Linked DNA regions of Sus scrofa: region 1 is linked to region 2. Evidence: chromatin contacts called from public HiChIP or PLAC-seq data. All regions are on one chromosome and are shown on one strand. Each heading gives the region's core, a stretch centred on a gene start, on an enhancer-like site or on the middle of the called end of the contact. The rest is flanking DNA. Distances are from core to core; before and after follow the strand shown.

Region 1 (5,104 bases), core at 753-3,252, 200 kb after region 2:
ATGCTTCCAGATAATAAAATTTCTCTCTTGCTTCTTCAATTCCCCTATCTAGTAAATACCTAAAATGATGCATAATAAGGGCCCCACCATAGTTCTCCAGTTTTTTTCCCCCAGAATTCTCTTTGAGAATCTCTGAATTTTTAGGTTTTTATTTTATATCATCACACACTTTTCTTCTTCAAGATTACTGAATTCGTGAATGAGATGTTGCGGAAATTTCTCTGGATGATACTGACAATGGAAGAGGCGCCAAGTTTTTGAGATTGCAAACCTCCATAAAGCAGGTGTGAATTCCACTTTTATCTATTACGTATTCCATCTTTCACCTAGTAGATAATCAGTTGAATTATCTAAGCTAAAAACAACAGAATAGAATAGAAAGCAACAGGATAACTCTTCAAACTTTAGCATGTTATATATATATATATATATGTATATATGTGTATACGCATACACACACACATATACACACACATATTTTTTCATATTTGCTTGACATTCCTATTCTTTAATTCTGGATCTAGTGAAATCTAGCCCAAAGTTTCGGATAGATTAATACAATCTCCAGAAGCCCTGCCGCATGTACCACATTCACAACTCCCTTTTTCTCAAGGATTAGATTAAAAAAAAAAAAAAACAGGTCAAAAATGTATAACTACCTTTATTAGACACATGCAAAGTCTATTCCCATCCTTTTTTAATATATCATCCCCCCAAAGCCAGGCACACATACACATATGTGCTTAAAATAAAAATAAACCTAAAGAACAGGAGAATGTTTTAGAGGATTCACGACAACCACCTAAACTGTCAACAGATTTTTGAAGGTAAGGGATGTAGTCTGATACCTGACGCTGGATTCCTGACCACAGAGACAGCTATTTTTTCCAACTGGGCACAAAGAAAGGAGTGGAAGATAAGAACAGAGTCTGGTCTCCATCACAGGACAGTTGTATGAACTTGGTTAAATCATTTAATGTCTTTGAGCCTCAGTTTTTTCATTAATACATTGGAGAAAGAACTAATATTATTCCATTTACTTCACAACCATATTTTGATAATGATGAGGTATAATGTATATAAAATACGATACAGATGTCACTGTTGGTTCAACATGACTAATTATACTGGAGTTTCAACTTCCCTAAAAAAGTTTCTAAATACTTATCATGCAGGAACTAGCTTTTGTCTATTTTTGACTCATTCGTCTTCCAGTGCTTCCCTTCAGTTATTTATACCTTCCGAAAGAAAAGTTCCCTCCACCGTCTTTATTTTAGAAGCCTCCGAACTGTCTTCTGAAAGAACAGTCCCCTGGCATCTCTCACAAGGTACAAATATCAAGGACTACATTTAGAAAAATGAATCTTTGAGACCCCAAACTCAATCTCTGGCATATTCAGTCAAAATGATTCATTACAGCACAGAGCCTCTTGACACATAGCAATATCACACAGTTTTAAAAGGTCCCTGAAGCCATGTATTTCTTCCTCAACGTGACCCTATTAGAAGATTCCCCAACTTGGTCTCCATTTTGGAGGTTCCAAAGCACACCTCTCTTGAGCATTCGTCTCAAAGCCAGCACTTCAAGGCACTTAACAGCTGCCCATCCCCTAAAGTCACATCTTGCTTTCTCCGAACTCCTACCTCTTTTCCTTAGGTTATTTGTATCCCGATATTTCCTGCTGCCACAGAATCCTGAAATGTGAGTGTCGCGTAGGTCACTTCTTCGGACATCGTAGAAGAAAGCTCTACTATAAACGTAATTAGTGTTTCAATATCTACAGACCCGGGAAGAGGATGTTCTTTTCAAGGCTGGGAGGTTTTATATCCACACTGAACCAACCCGAGACACATCCCACGGCCCCTCTGTAAGGACAGAAGAACAATCAGTTTTTCTGTACAGTAAGTTAGAGAAGGTCAACTCTTCCCTGAAGAAATAAGAATACTGTAGATCTCAACTGTCTGCTCCTTCAGCGTTGTTCTTGCTGTGAAGCAAAGAACTGGTACTTTGGAGCAGGGATGCTGGTTTCAAGGGGAAGTTCCCATGATCCTCAGTGGAGAGGCTGCTCTGAGTGTTTCAGTCAAGACTCAGGTTGGCCTCTTTACCGGTATTAAAAGCAGCTAATCCTGTATGGAGACTTTGGATCTGGGTTACACTCACCCATACAGGTATCGAGGAGATACACATACTGAGACGAAGGGCTGTCTAGCTAAAAACCAGCCACACCTCGCTGCTGATTTTAAAAACCAAACGTGGAGTTCCCGTCGTGGCGCAGTAGTTAACAAATCCGACTAGGAGCCATGAGGTTGCGGGTTCGATCCCTGGCCTTGCTCAGTGGGTTAAGGATCTGGCGTTGCTGTGAGCTGTGATGTAGGTCGCAGTCGCGGCTGGGATCCCAAGTTGCTGTGGCTCTGGCGTGGGCCGGTGGCTACAACTCCGATTGGATCCCTAGCCTGGGAATCTCCATATGCCGCGGGAGCGGCCCTAGATAAAAGCAAAAAGAGAAAAAAAAAAAAAAAAAAAAAACAAAAACCGAATGTGTACGAGAGACAGTGCAGGCTATAGGCCCGGAGAAGAAATGAATAGCTATTAGAACTCGGCGTGAATGGGAGTTTCCTTCTTACATGTAGATGCCTAACAGAATAATACTCCATTAGGTAACAACCAATGCTCAGAACAAGATTTTTAAAATGACTCCCTGGTATCTTAGGAGAGTGAGAAAAGCAGGCAGGTTCTGGAGAGAAGGAGGCTGGCACATGGGAAGGTGCTTCTGCTTCTGTTTTTCATTTGTCCACTTGTTTGGCTTTTAAGGTTGAGGGAAGCCCACAGTCATTTCAGTGGGGCAGCTGAACTTCCGATAGAGGAAGTACAGGCTTCTGATAAAAGCACAGTCTTCTAGGCCTGAAAAATCAGAAGATGGGGGTTGGGGCAACTGAAGGCAGAGATGCTGTTGGATATTCGAAGGGAACACTGGATACAGGGGATTCTCCGGAAGTCTTTATGCTTGAAGTCTCTTTCAGCTACAAGTAATTTACATTTCATTAAAAAAAATGATGAAATAACCAACCTCTATCTTCTCAAAGGCCTCAAAAAGCCCTGAAAATATGTCTCAAATAAAACTGAGGGAAACTCACTGCACAAGGATTTACGCTGTGACACTGTGCGTTTCAATAGCATCACATGATCAATAAAGAGTTGACAATTTATATAGGAAGTGTTCTGGCTGTTACTTGGAAGCACACAGGAAAAAAAGCACATTGCCCTGTGTGGCAGGTCATTTAGTCACAGCAAGCATCAGACTCACAGAGCTCTTAAAAAGGATTGCATCTTCTTCTAATCCCATGATCCTTTTTATAAAACATACTCATTTTATAATCTTCTCCTTCTAATCCCATCGTACTCTTAATCCCATAAAATGTAATAGTTTATACAAAAGAAAATAGTGCATTGCTGCCAAGAACCTGAGGTAGGCGGAATAATAGCCCCCTAAAGATGATCTTTGCCCTAATCCCTAGAACCTGTGACCATGGTAGATATGGCAAAAGGGGCATTGCAAATATGATTACAGATTTTGAAATGAGGAAATTGTCTTACATCATCTGGGGGGTGCAATTTAATCATGGGAAAGTGGAGAACCTTTCCTGGGAGTGGAGAGATACAGGTTGCTGTTGCTCTGTGAAGACAGAGAAAGGGGGCTGGGAAGCAAGGAGTACAAGCTAAAAGATGAACAGGCAAGTAAATTGATTCTCCCATAGAGCATTCAGAAAAGAGCCCTGCTCAGCCCTGACTGATTTTACCCCAGTGAGATCCAAGTCAAACTTCTAACCTACACAGCTGTGAGACAATAGATTTCTGTTGTTCAAGTGGCTACCTTTTTTTTTTTTTTTGACTTTTTAATCCTTTATTTTCATTTAACAATAAAGTGGCTACTTTTGGGTCATTTGGTAAAGGAGCAAATAACAGAACAAAAAAATATTTGAGCGGGGCTCTACCTGAGGAAGGAAACCGAGGAATCAATTCTAAAGCTTTCCTTTGGGGGAAGGAAGAGAAGATGATAAAAGTGTCGGAGTTCCTGTTGTGGCTCAGGGGTAACGAACCTGACTGGTATCCCCGGGGACTGGGGTTTGATCCCTGGCCCTGATCAGTGGGTTAAAGATCTGGCGTTGCCATGAGCAGCATGGCCATGCGCTGCATGGCCATGTGCTGTGGTGTGGGTTGCAGATACGGCTTGGATCCTGTGTTGCTGTGGCGTAAGCTGGCAGCTGTAGCTCTGATGCAATCCCAGCCTGGGAACTTTTTAGGGTGTGACCCTAAAAAGCCAAAAAAAAAAAAAAAATTTGTGCTTAGGAAGCGACTGTGGTGTGGGTATTTGTTTTCAGATGGCTGGGGAGGGACCCAAAACTTCCCAAGGTTCACCTCTGTGGGGAGATTATCCTAATCAAATGTCTCCATAATGAATGGCAACCACTTTAGGAGTGTGAACAAATATCCAATGGGCTGTAGAAATGCAATGTGACATGGAGTTCCCGTCGTGGCGCAGTGGTTAACGAATCCGACTAGGAACCATGAGGGTGCAGGTTCGGTCCCTGCCCTTGCTCACTGGGTTAAGGATCCGGCATTGCCGTGAGCTGTGGTGTAGGTTGCAGATGCGGCTCGGATCCCGCGTTGCTGTGGCTCTGGCGTGGGCCGGTGGCTGCAGCTCCGATTCAACCCCTGGCCTGGGAACTCCATATGCCGCAGGAGCGGCCCAAGAAATAACAACAACAACAAAAAAGACAAAAAAAAAAAAAAAAAAAAAGAAATGCAATGTGACAATAATAACCCTTCAGTAATATTTTTGCGTGATCTCTAAATACGTAAATGTACATGTATTTCTTGTTCATTTTTTTCGAACTGATGGAGTATTGAAGTACAAAAAAAAATATGAAGTCTCTGGGTCATGATCAACTAAACTCCACTGCCAAAAATGTGAAATGAATAATAAATCTATGGTTAAGTTTCTATTCTGGGTAAATTAGATAAAGGCAGAGAACATTGACATGGCAAAAGTTAAATCAAATAGATGATTTAAAAAATGAGAACTCAAGGCTGTTTTTTATTTTT
Region 2 (5,532 bases), core at 2,193-4,692:
AGCTATAGTATATCAATTCCACTAAATATGTGATAGACACACACATCCATACAATATACTGAGAAAGTACTACTATAACTGATACTGAAATAAAACCAGTTACAAAGTCAAGTGTCCAGACTGATTAACCTGAGTGTTTATTTAGTGATTTTTTTTTTTTTTTTTTTTTTTTTTTTTTTTTTTTTTTTTAGGGCTGTACCTGTGGCATATGGAAATTCCCAGGTTAGGGGTTGAACTGGAGCTGCAGCTGCTGGCCTACACCACAGCCATGGCAATGCCAGATCCAAGCCATGTCTGTGACCTACACCATAGCTCATGGCAACACCAGATCCTCAACCCACTGAGTGAGGCCGGGGATTGAATACGCATCCTCATGGATACTAGTCAGGTTTGTAACCCACTGAGCCACAACAGGAACTCTTATTTAGTGAAATATTATGGGATTTTGTTCAAATTCTTCCTGCTAAGTAAAACATCTTTAGTGGGAATTTATTCTCAAAACTTTAAAGAAGTCCATGTGTTTTCATTTATTAGGCAAAACAATTCAAATTGTACCAATCAAGGCAATCAGAAGAAGAAGGTGATGATGTCCCAGCACTAGCTTCTAATATGAAGAATTGAGTTTACAGACCTAAAAACTTAAAGAATAAATCTTCAAACTTCATAAAAGGCCTAATGTGGGATGCTAGCTCATATTTTTAGGCAGCTGAAGGAAAATTTAAGAACGCTATGAATTCCCAAATCATAGCCTGGGGTATTCTTAGTGGAATCACACTTCTCACCCATATTTCACTCAGCTTCATGGTAGTAGCCGTGTTTTTTATATCATGGAGAACCGAAAAACCTCTAATATTTATTAAGTACCTAATGAGATCCATTAGTTTATTTGTCCATTTATACATTCTTCCACCTACCAAGCATCTATTGATTGCTTGCTATGTACTTAATATCGTGAGGGGTGCGGGGAATACAAAAATGAAGAGATTGGGGAGGGGCTTTCGACATAGATGAGGCTTTGAAATGGGAAGGAATATGGTAAATTTAAAGAACAAAAAGAAAGTCAACAACCAGAGCAAAATAAGTGACATTTAGCAAGTTAGGAAGAAAGGCCCTGGACAATTGTGTGGGGCTCCATGGACATTTACAAACCAAGGTATCAAATAGTTCTTTCTCTCTTCAGTGATATGATGCATGAGGGCAGAAGTTGCATTTGTCCAAAATAGAGATGTGCAGTGAAAGAGTAGTAAGAAATTTGACATCTGGTCATAAGCATGACTATAGGTAGTAGTTTAATCTTTATTATAGTCATATTTCCTTTTTTTAAACATTAGAATATTGGACTAGACAGCATTAAAATTGTTGTCTCCAAATCTTTAAACAAGGAAAAGAGTAATGTTCTTTCCATCATCAGAAGAAATTAAATCTCAGAATGCAGAATCAAAAATATTGGTTTTGTTGGAGTTCCAGGTGTGGCACAGTGGGTTTAGAGCCTGACGGCAGCAGTTTTGGTTGCTACAGAGGTGTGGGATTTGATCCCCAGCACAGAGCAGTGGGTTAAAGGATCTGGCATTGCTGCAGCTGTGGTGTAAGTAGCAGCTGAGGTTTAGATTTAGTCCCTGGCCTGGGAACTTCCATATGCTGGAGATGTGGCCATAAAATTATACATATATAATATATATATATATATATATATATATATATATATGGGTTTTGTTGCTTGAAGTGAGTTAATCTCTAGAAAAACTGACCAATTATATGAGATTTGGGGGGAAATGGGCAAATAAGAATACAATTCTAGTCCACATAGTTTTTTAAACTAAGTTCCATTAGCTAATTTAAAGTGAAAATTCCTGGTCTATGGAGAAAAGAGATAAGCCTCTATTCAGCAAGGCAGAGAGAAAATATTTAAACATAGGAAATAACATGTTCTTGCAACTAGAGAAAACTACACCTCAGATTCATTTGATAACTGCAAGCTTAAAAATATAGGAGAAGAAAGGCATTCTTGGGAAATATAGAAAAGCAAAACATCAGATTTACACCACAAGGCCAAGCACAATGAGGAGATTTTAAGTTATTTAAACATTTTAAATAAAGTTTATAATATAAAAATTCTTACCCTAAAGGAAAGAATAGGAAAGAAATACAGAAATTTCTCTAATGCTTCATGTGTATATAATGTATATAGAAAATACACTGGATTTGAAAATTTATTATTTTCGAGGTGGTTTGTGATTAAGGTACAGTGTTCTCTTTAGCTGTATGCCTATCTATTTATGTTCCAAAAATATTCTCTTACTCAGTCATCAATCCTAAACTTCAGGAAATAAAATACTAATATTTTGTGTCTTTAGCTTAACATTTTTATCCTACCAATATTCAAATTCCAAAAGGATAAATAACATTGCGAATCATTGCCAGAGATATTTTCCTCAGTGTAAATAAATTGATCAAACTATTTTAAAAGGGAAGATTTGATTGGAGTGAGTAAAGCTGTAGAGGAGAAAGGAGACATGAGGATTGATGTAAGTATAATAAATGTTCACCACAACAAATATAAAGAATAGAGGGTCTATGAAAACCCAAAGCGAAATTCTACATATTAAGGCTAAAATTAAAATTAACTTTACGAACATTTTGTGTCACTAAAAACATTGACTTTCATTCTTGCATTCAGTAAGTTCTGCTTTGAATCCAGTCTCTTCACTATTTCCAGTAAGGCAAATATAGACACAGGGCAGCAATAAGGGAAATTAAAAGTAAAGTATTAAGTTTAATGAGTCCTAAATCCAACTTACCGGATCTCTGTACTGAAGAGGAATGTTCCGAAGAAAGAGTCCTGGCAATGTTGATGTCAGCATAGACTATATCTCCAGCCATTGCCTATGTTAAAACGAGAGAGAAGCCCACTAGTGATATTCTGCTGAAGGGAGTCCCATATGTTGGCAAACTTCCTGTAAGTTAGATAAATTGATAAGGATGATTTTCTTCCCCTCTCCCGAGTTTGGTTTGTTTCTCCGATGAATAACACTCAAAAGCAATGTGTTCAGCCTTATTAATCAAGGTAATAGATTTTTGAACCCTTGCATGTCATAGAAGAAAAGGACTATTTAAGCCGTAGTTTTTTGCTCTACAGTTAGTATTCCGCCTATGTTTGGAATCATTTTAATCTTTAATGATATTACAGAAGATATTGTTCTACTTAACTATGAACCACTTCCTCTTTTTTCTTAGACACGCTCTCCGGCAGAAACTCTATGACCTTCTAGTATTTTCTTCAAAGCAGAATGGCAATTTGAGGGAGAGAACAACAAAAAAAGAGAGAGAGATACTATTGTGAGTGGAATAGAAAGAATTGATAGACACTAAACCTTACTCTAGAGGGAAAATAGATGTTTGAGAACTTTCTTTGCTTATCACTGTGCACTAACTCATTAGAGAAGTATAGTGTTGCATGTTTCAGGTCCTAAATTTGGAGATTCTAAATTTAGTAGGAGGACAGGATAGTCAGCATTTTCTTATTCCAGCCATCAATTTGTGGCAAAGCAATGTTTTTGGAAATATCTGACTGCATGTTTACTTAGATGAACCTTAAGCGTCTCTTTACTTAAGGACCTTAAAAGAAAAGATCAAGATGTTTTAGGTGCTGGAGTTCCTGTTGTGGCTCACTGGGTTAAGAGCCTGACATAATGTTTGTGAGGATGCGAGTTTGATCCCTGGCCTTGATCCAGTGGGTTAAGGATCCAGCATTGTCACACGCTGTGACATAGGTCTAATACGCAGCTTGAATCTGGTGTTGCTGAGAGTGTGGTAGAGGCTGGCAGCTGCAGCTCCAATTTGACCTCTAGCCTGGGAACCACATGCTGCAGGTGCAGCCATAAAAAGAAAAGAAAGAAAGAAAAAAAAAAAAGCACTTTTTTTTTAGTGTGCTGCTTACATCTGGAGGAGTTCACTATAATCTCTGAACTAATGGAGGTGCTGAAATCCAAGTTAGCCTCCTTGAAAGAAAAAAGGCAACAGAAGCCATTTAAGATATGTGGCTACTAATCCCAGACAAAGAATATTTACCAGTGATGATTTAGAACAGTGAACAAACAGGTTCTTCTGAGAAGAAGAATAATGGGGCTGCCAGTTGCATGATTTTTATGTAACATCTTTATATTGATATAGTTGACATGATGTGAGGATTCTGGACATTTCACATAAGTAGACTGTCACACAGTTTTGAGTCGGGCTGTTTCATTCAATGTTTTCAAGTCTCATCCAGATTGTAGTATTTCAGTATGTCATTCCTTGTTATAGTAGAAGGATATCTTACTGTATGGATATATCATGCTTTGATTATACATTTATCATTTGATGGGTATTTGATGTGTTTCTACTTTGGGGCATTTATTAGCAGTGCTGCTATGAACATTTGCATATGGATTTGATTTTTTTTTTGGATATATACTTAGGAGTGGAATTGTTGGGTCATTTAGTAACTATGTTTAAACTTTTGAAAATGGTCCAACTATTTTCTACTGAGGCTTCACCATTTTACAGTCTTTTTTTTATAAGCAGGAAAAAACCCTATCTTTATCAAATGAAGAAGTATGAATCAGTCTTCAAGCAAGATAAAATAATCACGAACAAAATTAACAGTTAAGAGCACACGTACAGAGTAGACTACAGATTTAGTTATTTGGAATAAAACACGTACACCAAAATCAAGAGACAGACCACCGCTCACACTGAGGAAAAGCACTAACTCATTGTAAACACACAACTTCTGAGAAAATAGAGCTGACATTTAAAGGACAGTAAACCAGAGACAAGTCATCATTAGGTTAGAGTACTGATTTGAGCTTGAGGAGGATCAATGTTGAAATGCCATCATAACTCAATGATTTCCCAAGATTTTGTCACCTCAAAAACAGGAATATATAAAAATCAGTAGTACAAATTCTCGTAAAACTTGAAAAGATTTCACATTCTCATTGTCAATGTATGTCTCCTCACAGCCTTATCACACTTGTTAATTTTCATCTTGTTGCTCATGGCTGTCCCACGGGGGCAGGGTAAAGTGGCATCTGATAATTTTGAATTGGTCTGCAGATAACTGCTTTGATGTCATTTACCCAGACTTGTGCATTTTCATCCTAACTCTATGAATATCAGTATTCAGTAGAATTAAGGGAACTTTTTTTTTTTTTTTAACTCTCTCAACTGCCCCAGATTCCTCAAACCCTTATCTTTGTCTCCTCAATTTCAATGAGGCTGCTAGCTCTCTTTGGATAGTTCTTCCTGCTTCTGTATTATGGAAAATCACTCCCAGCGAAATCTGGAGTCATCTTAGCGCTCTTCTTTTTTGCTTCTCTTCCTTTCTTCCTTTCTTTCTCATTTTATTTCTTTCTACTATACCACAGCCACAGCAAAGCAGGATCCAAGCCATGTTTGTGAACTACACCACAGCTCATGTCAATGCTGGATCCTTTAATCCACTGAGCAAGGCCAGGGATAAAACCCCCATGCTCATGGATAATTGTTGGG

Evidence for each region. HiChIP or PLAC-seq counts read pairs in DNA pulled down with a chosen protein or histone mark.
Region 1: a contact with region 2 is called in an H3K27ac HiChIP or PLAC-seq map of alveolar macrophages. The contact joins the promoter of CLEC12B here to the promoter of LOC100520491 in region 2. A contact is called at or near these places in 6 of 47 Hi-C or Micro-C datasets (alveolar macrophages, blood, heart right ventricle and 3 more) and 1 of 2 datasets of contacts at active chromatin or transcription factors (alveolar macrophages).

What each region holds. Positions count from the first base shown.
Region 1 is chr5:61,905,361-61,910,464 of Sscrofa11.1, reverse strand. CLEC12B (C-type lectin domain family 12 member B) reads right to left here and starts at 2,002. Exons shown (of 7, transcript NM_001302088.2): 1 at 1,676-2,002; 2 at 1,645-1,673. The coding sequence starts at 1,734.
Region 2 is chr5:62,104,609-62,110,140 of Sscrofa11.1, reverse strand. LOC100520491 (killer cell lectin-like receptor subfamily B member 1B allele B) reads right to left here and starts at 3,442. Exons shown (of 6, transcript XM_003481689.4): 1 at 2,799-3,442. The coding sequence starts at 2,880.